Linked DNA regions of Mus musculus: all the other regions are linked to region 1. The links are chromatin contacts, called in public promoter capture Hi-C maps. All regions are on one chromosome and are shown on one strand. The core of a region is the stretch at or near the end of the contact, and the rest is flanking DNA. Distances in the headings are between cores, read along the strand shown.

Region 1 (2,530 bases), core at 12-2,511:
CTTTTATCCTAACTCCGACCCTGGGACCACCCACCCACCCACTTCTGCCACTCTAACCCCGCGGCGGTTAGTGAGTACCTGCTTCCTCAGCGCCTCGAAGGCTGCGCTGATGGTGTGCACCCGCGTCCGCTCCCTGGCGTTGGCCAGAAGCCTCCGGGTCTGCTGCAGGGCTTTGATCTCCGTTGAGGCGGCGGTCGCTTCGCCTGGCCGTTTCCTAGGCGACGCGGAAGAATCCGGGTGGTTATTGTAAATTACGTGTGAAATTGACGAGTAGGAACTTTCCCCCGGGCGCGTGGGGGGCGCAGGGCGCACGGGGGACTCTTGTGGCGCCGCTGGGGGTGCGAGAGGCGCGGATTGTGTGGGACGCGCGGGAGGGGCGCACAGCAAGATGCGGGGACGCAGAGCCTGCTCGCGGAAGGAGTGCGCCTCGGGATCCCCGGGTGCCAAGCTCTGAGATGCGGGAGGCGGCGGTGGCGTGGGTAGTCCCGGTCCCACTGTGCCCAGAGCGAAACCGCGTTTGCGCGCGTCAGAGACCTCAGGCGCTCTGATGCCCCGGAATTCCCTGGCTGTGTCTGTGCCTCCACCTGGAGGAACCGCCGGCGCCACTGAGGCTGGTACTGGGGTCGCGATCGGGAACGGTTGTGTCCTGTCCCGAAGCCCGTTGGTGGCGGCGGTGGTGCTGACTGTGGCGCCGAGCTCGGGAGCTTCCAAGTCCAATCGGAAAGTTTTATAGCCATTCGCGCGCCGCACCGGCTCCTTGCCTTTCCGCTTGAGCTTCTTGAGGCCGTTCAGTTCTTTAACGCACACAGTCTTCCACGGCCCGTCCTCGAGGACCGGGATGTGCTTCATGGCGAGGACGGCGTGAGGCTGGGGCGTGGGACTGCCCGGGACGCGCGCCCGCAGCGATCACTCTGCACGCCGCGCGCCTGGCTGTGCCGGGTGGCCGCCGCGCTGAGCGCCGCCTTGTCGCCGCGCTCTCTCCTCCTACCCTCCCTCCCCGGGTCCCTCCCTCGCACCCCCACTCCCGGGGCAGCTGCGCCTCCGGCTCCGTGAAGCCTTGGAGGCTGCCGGTTCCCCGGGAGAGCTCAGAGTGTCATCTGAAGTCGCTGCCGCCCTGCCAGCATTTCTGCAGAACGCCCGCTGCGCTCCATCTGTGTTTGTTTAGCCTCAGTTTACACAGAAGCCCAGTTCGCAAGATCACTCAGCGCCGCCCGCCCGGAGAGGAGGCAGCTCCCGCCGCCGCCGCTGCCGCCTCCCGAGCCCAGGCCGCCCGAGCAGCGAGCGCCTTTAAAGAAACAGGAAGCATTTTTCAAAACAGCTGGGCTGAGGGCCGCCTCCTTTGTCCGCGTGCTCTCGGCCTCCCCCCACCCCTCATGCCTTGTGCCGGAACCTGCCTCCTCCTGCTCGCCCTCTCTGCCCCCTACCCAAGTTGGGGGCGCGCCTTCTCTCTCCAAAAACAGTCCGCACTGTCCACTACAGTCCCGAGCACGTGGCTGCTAATCGCTGTGGCCCTTCATTGCCCAGCCTTGTTGGCCTGGGGTGGGGGTGGGGGTGACGCAGCGCCGACCTTTCCCATCCAGAACCTTCCCTTCTACCTCCCACCCGAACTGTCCAACAGAGGGAGAAATCCCAGAGCTTCTGGGAGGGAAAGATAAGTGGGAGAGAAGAACCCCAGAGTGGCTGGTCATTGTCATCCAACTGCAAGAAGGCCTTCTCCCTTCTTGCCCCTATTTGCTGGGGCAGAGGCCTTAGGAACAGAACACCGGACATTGGGAAACTGAGAGATGCAAATGTCTGGTTTAGCAGATGTAACGTCGGTGAAGATCTTAAGTCATCTTACCCGAAGCGCCCTGCTAAACCCAGATTTACTCATCTATGAAATGAGGAATCTGGAGAACACCCATGCTTGTCACAGCCTGGCTGTGAAAGCCGCCACACAGGAGGTGCCAGGTCATCAGTAGCTGCGCTAATGTTATCAGCCAGGGCAGGACAGCTCCTCAAGCAGACAGAATTCTTAGGTCCAGAGCTCAAGGTTGCCATTTACTGAGCGACCTTGGCATTCGTCGTGCTGTCCCTCGGCACCTCTGGCTCCTTATGCCCAGGATAGGGGTCACAACCACACCTTCCTCCTGGGAATGATAACAATTGATTGAGCACAGAGCCTGATGCCAATTGGCCCCAGAGGTAGAGTTCACTCTCCAGACCCCCAGGCCCCTATTCCACTGGAAATCCTACTAGAAAGAAGAGGCTGACGGGGAGGCCCTCTCGGGACCCTCTGCACACACCTTCCCCTGTGCTGCCACGTAGAGTTGCTCTCTTCACCGAGCCTTCCTCCAATGGTCTCCTTTGAGGCAAGTGTCATTAAAAGGATGAAAGGAGATCGTATATGGCATTTGAATGGTGACCCTTGACACACTGGTGTAGTGAAACTATAACTCGGGGCTTAGCTAGAGTTGGGCAGAGTCACAAGCTGTGTTGCCCGTGGCAGTTAGTGTGTTAGATGCCTCCACGTGAGTGGATGCCATTCCTA
Region 2 (2,530 bases), core at 19-2,518, 1.1 Mb before region 1:
TTCCCTCAAGAATCCATACCCAGGCTCCTTCTCCAGAACCAAGTCTGTTCTGACTGACTGAGGGTCTTATCAGGAGAAATGGCTGTGCACACTGGATCTCATTTGCCCCACCCTGATGATCTGTGTACTAAGGCTAAGGCAGAGGTCCTGTCTGAGACTCAACTTGCTCACCTATAAGAAGTAAGGACTGAGAGAGAGATTTCTCAAAAGGGAATCCAGGAATCTAGGACTTGCTGACCAACCAGCTCCAGGTCAATGAGATACTGTGTCAAAAAAAATAAATAAATAAAAAATGACAGCACCTGAGGAACAACACAGGAGGTTGTTCTCTGGCCTAAACACACACACACACACACCACACACCACACCACACACACACACACTTCTCCAGCAGCAATGCATTTCATGTGTGTGAGTTTGTACACTATTTTTTTCAAATAATTTTCTAGATCCATCTGAATGACTTAAAAATCAAGTCACTGCATAATTTCAGTGTCTGCATTTATATCTGAATCCACAATCACCAGCCAGAAACTCTGTCACACAGGAGGCTGAGGCACTGGGCTAAGCTGGCTCTGAGAGAAGGGAAATGACCTCCCAGCTGCTGTGACTAGGGTGTTCCTGCAGCACAAATGGAAGAAAAGCTTATCAATAGACACCCACAATGATCATGTGCCGGGAGGACACTGCTGGAGTCCACCACAGTCTTGGTACCAGCACATGCGTGTTACACAGTGACAAGGTTATTTTGACTTTCTTGATTCTGTGTTTACGTCTGCTTTTCCTAGTTGAAGCAGTACGGAAGCGTGTCAGTAAGAAGTTTTACACCAGCTCTCTGGTGGTGGAGACAGGTGATTGATGGTTGTGGCTTGCTCCCTGCTAGCCTAGCTCCAGGTTCAATGAGAGATGCTGCCTCAAGGGAATATGATGGAGAGTCACAGAATGGGACACCTGACTCCTCCTCTGGCCTTTGCACAGACATGGGCTTGCTTACTGGGTCTCCCCATCTCCAGCTACTATTGCTCTCTCAGAAATCACAGACAGACAGACAGACAGACAGACAGACGGACGCACGCGAGGGCACACACACACACACACACACACACACACACACACGAGGCATATGTGAACTTTTAAAAGGAGAGAGAGAGGCACCAATAATAAGATGCAATACATTTTTTTAAATTTTTAAGTTATTTTTTATGGAATCCAGGACTTGCTGACTAACCAGCTTTGCTGCTTAGAAAGCTCCAGAACTCTTCCGGGGACGGTGCTCAGAGGCACTCAGGATGGTCCAGCGTTTGACATACCGCCGTAGGCTTTCCTACAACACAGCCTCTAACAAAACTAGGCTGTCTCGAACCCCTGGCAACAGGATTGTTTACCTCTACACCAAGAAGGTTGGGAAAGCACCTAAATCCGCATGTGGCGTGTGCCCAGGCAGACTTCGAGGGGTTCGTGCTGTGCGGCCCAAAGTCCTTATGAGACTGTCTAAGACACAGAAGCACGTCAGCAGGGCCTATGGCGGCTCCATGTGTGCCAAGTGTGTCCGTGACAGGATCAAGCGGGCTTTCCTTATTGAGGAGCAGAAAATCGTTGTGAAAGTGTTGAAGGCACAAGCACAGAGTCAGAAAGCAAAATAGATATGCACATTTTTTAAGTAATAAAAATCAAGACTTGATCTAAAAAAAAAAAAAAAAAAAAAAAAAAAAAAAAAAAAAAAAAAAAAAAGAAAGCTCCAGAACAATGAAAGAGCCTGTCTAAAAAAAATAAAATAAAACAGGGCAGAGCCTGCTGAACAGCACCTGAGGTTGTCCTCTGGGACAAGCCTAGATATGACTCAGTAGTAGAGCACCTGCCTAGCATGTGCAAGGTACTAAGTTCAACCCTCAAACCTTCAGGGTCCCCAGACTTCAGAAAATAAAGTCAGACAGGTGGTTTGCCCATGAGCAATGACAGGAGTGTGGTTGGATTGGCCAGCCCCACCTACTTTAAAGCAAGGACTTTGGATGTGTTCTGCTGCCCTCTGCTGGCTGGGAGAATTATTGCCAGGCTTTCCAGTGGATTTGGAAGGCTTCTTTTCCCCAAGGGAGCCAGAGAGTGCTCACCTTTGCTTGCAGGGTTGCTTACACGCTGCTGGGGTCTGAACCAGAGATACTTAAGCTGAATCGGTTTTACAAGCAACATGATCCCTGATGAGGAGTGAGCCTTGGATCAGAGACAATAGGAAGATAAGAGATGAGGGAGAAGTGACCCTCAACAGGTGGCCTAGCAGCCAAGCTCTGCTTTAAATCTTGACACTGCACCTGTTACAAGGCCCCCACACATGCATGTGTTTCAATGCCTGGCCTTTAGAGGGTGGGACTATTAGGAGGTGGGCCGTCTAGGAAAGCACAGCCAGGTTCTCACACAAAGCAAAGACAGGTGAGGGGGACCAGGGATAAAGAAAAGGGGGGCAAAGAGGAGTGGAGACTAGGAGGAGGCTGGAAACCCAAGGGAACCCCACTGGCTCTCCAGAGTAGCTTCAATG
Region 3 (2,530 bases), core at 18-2,517, 1.0 Mb before region 1:
GTAGACACAGACCTTCCACGCTATCCGGGGCCTGTCACTGCTAGAGCAATAGGGACCATGGGTTCAAAACTGAGGCATGGCATACCCCAGCCTCAGATTTATAAGTCTATGTAGCCTCGGGGCAGAAAAGACTAGAGGATGGAGGGCCGATGGCTGTGAGTAATGAGGCTGATGCTAAAGTCTAAACAGAAGAGAAATAGGCTGTGAAGTGGCACTTGCTGAGAACTGCCTAGGATGCTGGAATGGGGAGATGAAGATGCTCTGGGTGACAATTCCCCCATGACAAACAAGAACATCAGAGATCTTTGGAAGCATCCTTAGGCCTCTTCCCCAAGGCCACTTCTAGTCAGGCTGAATGCCCGTGTACCATCTTAGTGCCCTGTTCTTAGTTGTGAGGCAGGGATGGGACAAAGTCAGCAGGTAATGCCATCTTTCTTGGCTGGACTTGTCTCTAGCAGATAAAATAATCTAAGTTTTCAGACTGCTGCTTTAGTTAAAGAGCTTACACCTGCTGACAGTAGATGCCTTCAAAGGGGAGGCTTGTCTGGACTAAGGCTTGCCTGGACTGAGACTTGCCTGGATTGAGGCTTGCTTGGAATCATTGAAGAAGAATTCTCAAAATACAAAACAGCTTTAAGGACTGATAAAATGTATGTAAAATTATGTTTGTATAATAATAAAAAATGAGAAATAAACATAAGGTTATATGAAAAAGGTTTTGAGTTCAAAGGTATTTCTCCCCATGTAATGCGCGCGCACACACACACACACACACACACACACACACACACACGTATGTGTGTTTATGTATGTACATATGGATATGTAGTGACATGTATATAAATATATGCATACATACAAGTGTACACATGTACAAACACATACATATGTGCACTTAGGTATATATGCATATGTGCATTGCTGGAGATGTGATTCACATGTTTCTAAATTATTTCTAAATGTATGTATGTTGCACATACATACATTTGTCAACATACATTTCAACCATGCACACTTATTTCATGAGTAGGGTTAAGTCACCATAAAGGCAACATTTACAGAGAGCTTTGCCCTTGGTTGGACTCACTAATGTTTGCTGAATTAGAACAAACCTCTGCCTTGCCCACTCTGATTTTTATCGTTGACCATTGCTCTCAGGAGTTAATGTTTGAGCCTGGCCATAAATAAATCGACAATCACTGACCTATGGCCTATATCTGAGGAGGAAGAATCCCCTTATAAAATAGGCAACAGTGGGTGACCTGGCAGGCAGAGCTGTTGTGGTCAGCTGTGGAAAGGAAGCCTCGTTGCCACCATGAACTTCTCCGGCAAGTACCAATTGCAGAGCCAGGAGAACTTTGAGCCATTCATGAAGGCAATAGGTGAGTGGTGATTATGACAGCAACGAGGGGCTAGCCCTACTATCAACAGATAGTCCAGGTCTGGTGTTGAGGTGGAAGGAGGGGTCCAGGCTATACCGAATTGAGGAGTTCTCCAGTGACTCTCCTGCTCTCTTGTTACTTTTACTGCTCCCCACTGGACAAAGCTACTCCAGGGAAGTGGAAACAACCCTACATTGGAAGATGAACTGGTTCGAAGTGTGTGTCTCATGGCACTTTATTCTAAGACCTTGTTCCTTCACTCACTTTCTAGCAAACATTGATTCAAGGCCAACCATACGCCAACCCCATGCTTGTACATATACCAGAGAGACAGAGTGTGATAGGCTACAATCCTGACCAATGTTCAGAGACAAAGCTACAATCTTGACCAGTTATTTGGAGATAAATGGAATGAAGTGTCTCCTAATATGTATGACTCTATACCAGGCATTGCCATGCAATGCCCACAGTAAATACTCACCATAAAACTGAGCTGTTTTCCCATTTTACAGTTGAGGCGACTGGGGTAGGTGAGGTAGCTGTGATGAGGCTCACAGTTTAGAGAGTGTTTGTGTTGGAGTTAGAAGCAGGTGCTGGGTCCCAGAGACCCTATTTAAACACCCTATGTCTCCCAGGGTACTCAGGTACGGGGGAGACTGTGATGATGAAAGCTGAGCCTGGAACCAGGGAGAGAAGAGTATATAACAGGAAGAAAGAGGCCTGTGGGCAGAGGGGGAAGTGGAACAAAGGGGGTTACCAACATGGAAAAGATGAGGAACAGCAAGAGTGGGGAAAGGACTCTCGGGTCATCCTAGGACTCAGAGCTTCTTTTGCAGACAAGTCAAAGATCATGAATGTGAGGATCCCTTAGTTTTGCAAGGGACCCTCCACTGTCACTGTGAACTCCCCGGTTCTTGTGAACTCCTGTTCATGTAAAAGCACAGATTTGTTCTGAAATCTGAAAAGCCCTATTCTAGGGTAAAGGATTTTTGTACATTACCCCCAAGAGCCTTGACTCCAGAGGCCACAGCAAGTTTGCCAGGCATGGTCCTACTTTGTGCATGGCCTAATTATCTGTAGCTCCCATATCACTTCAAAGGTAATTGGATTTGGAAGCTAAACATTCTGGAGGATGAAGTGTTCCCACT

What was found. Capture Hi-C pulls out chosen DNA fragments and counts their contacts.
Region 2: a contact with region 1 is called in a promoter capture Hi-C map of liver, with 4 times the contacts expected there. The contact joins the promoter of Rpl34-ps1 here to the promoter of Atoh8 in region 1. A contact is called at or near these places in 2 of 39 promoter capture datasets (embryonic stem cells and pre-B cells) and 1 of 9 other capture datasets (liver).
Region 3: a promoter capture Hi-C map of liver shows a contact between it and region 1, with 4 times the contacts expected there. The contact joins the promoter of Fabp1 here to the promoter of Atoh8 in region 1. A contact is called at or near these places in 4 of 39 promoter capture datasets (the C10 cell line, liver and pre-B cells) and 1 of 9 other capture datasets (liver).

The regions. Positions count from the first base shown.
Region 1 is chr6:72,234,316-72,236,845 of GRCm38.p6, forward strand. Atoh8 (atonal bHLH transcription factor 8) reads right to left here and starts at 1,262. Exons shown (of 3, transcript NM_153778.3): 1 at 79-1,262. The coding sequence starts at 849.
Region 2 is chr6:71,123,321-71,125,850 of GRCm38.p6, forward strand. Rpl34-ps1 (ribosomal protein L34, pseudogene 1) reads left to right here and starts at 1,269. Exons shown (of 1, transcript NM_001199350.1): 1 at 1,269-1,681. The coding sequence starts at 1,290. The coding sequence ends at 1,643.
Region 3 is chr6:71,198,612-71,201,141 of GRCm38.p6, forward strand. It overlaps Fabp1 (fatty acid binding protein 1, liver), which reads left to right and starts at 1,268. Exons shown (of 4, transcript NM_017399.5): 1 at 1,268-1,382. The coding sequence starts at 1,316.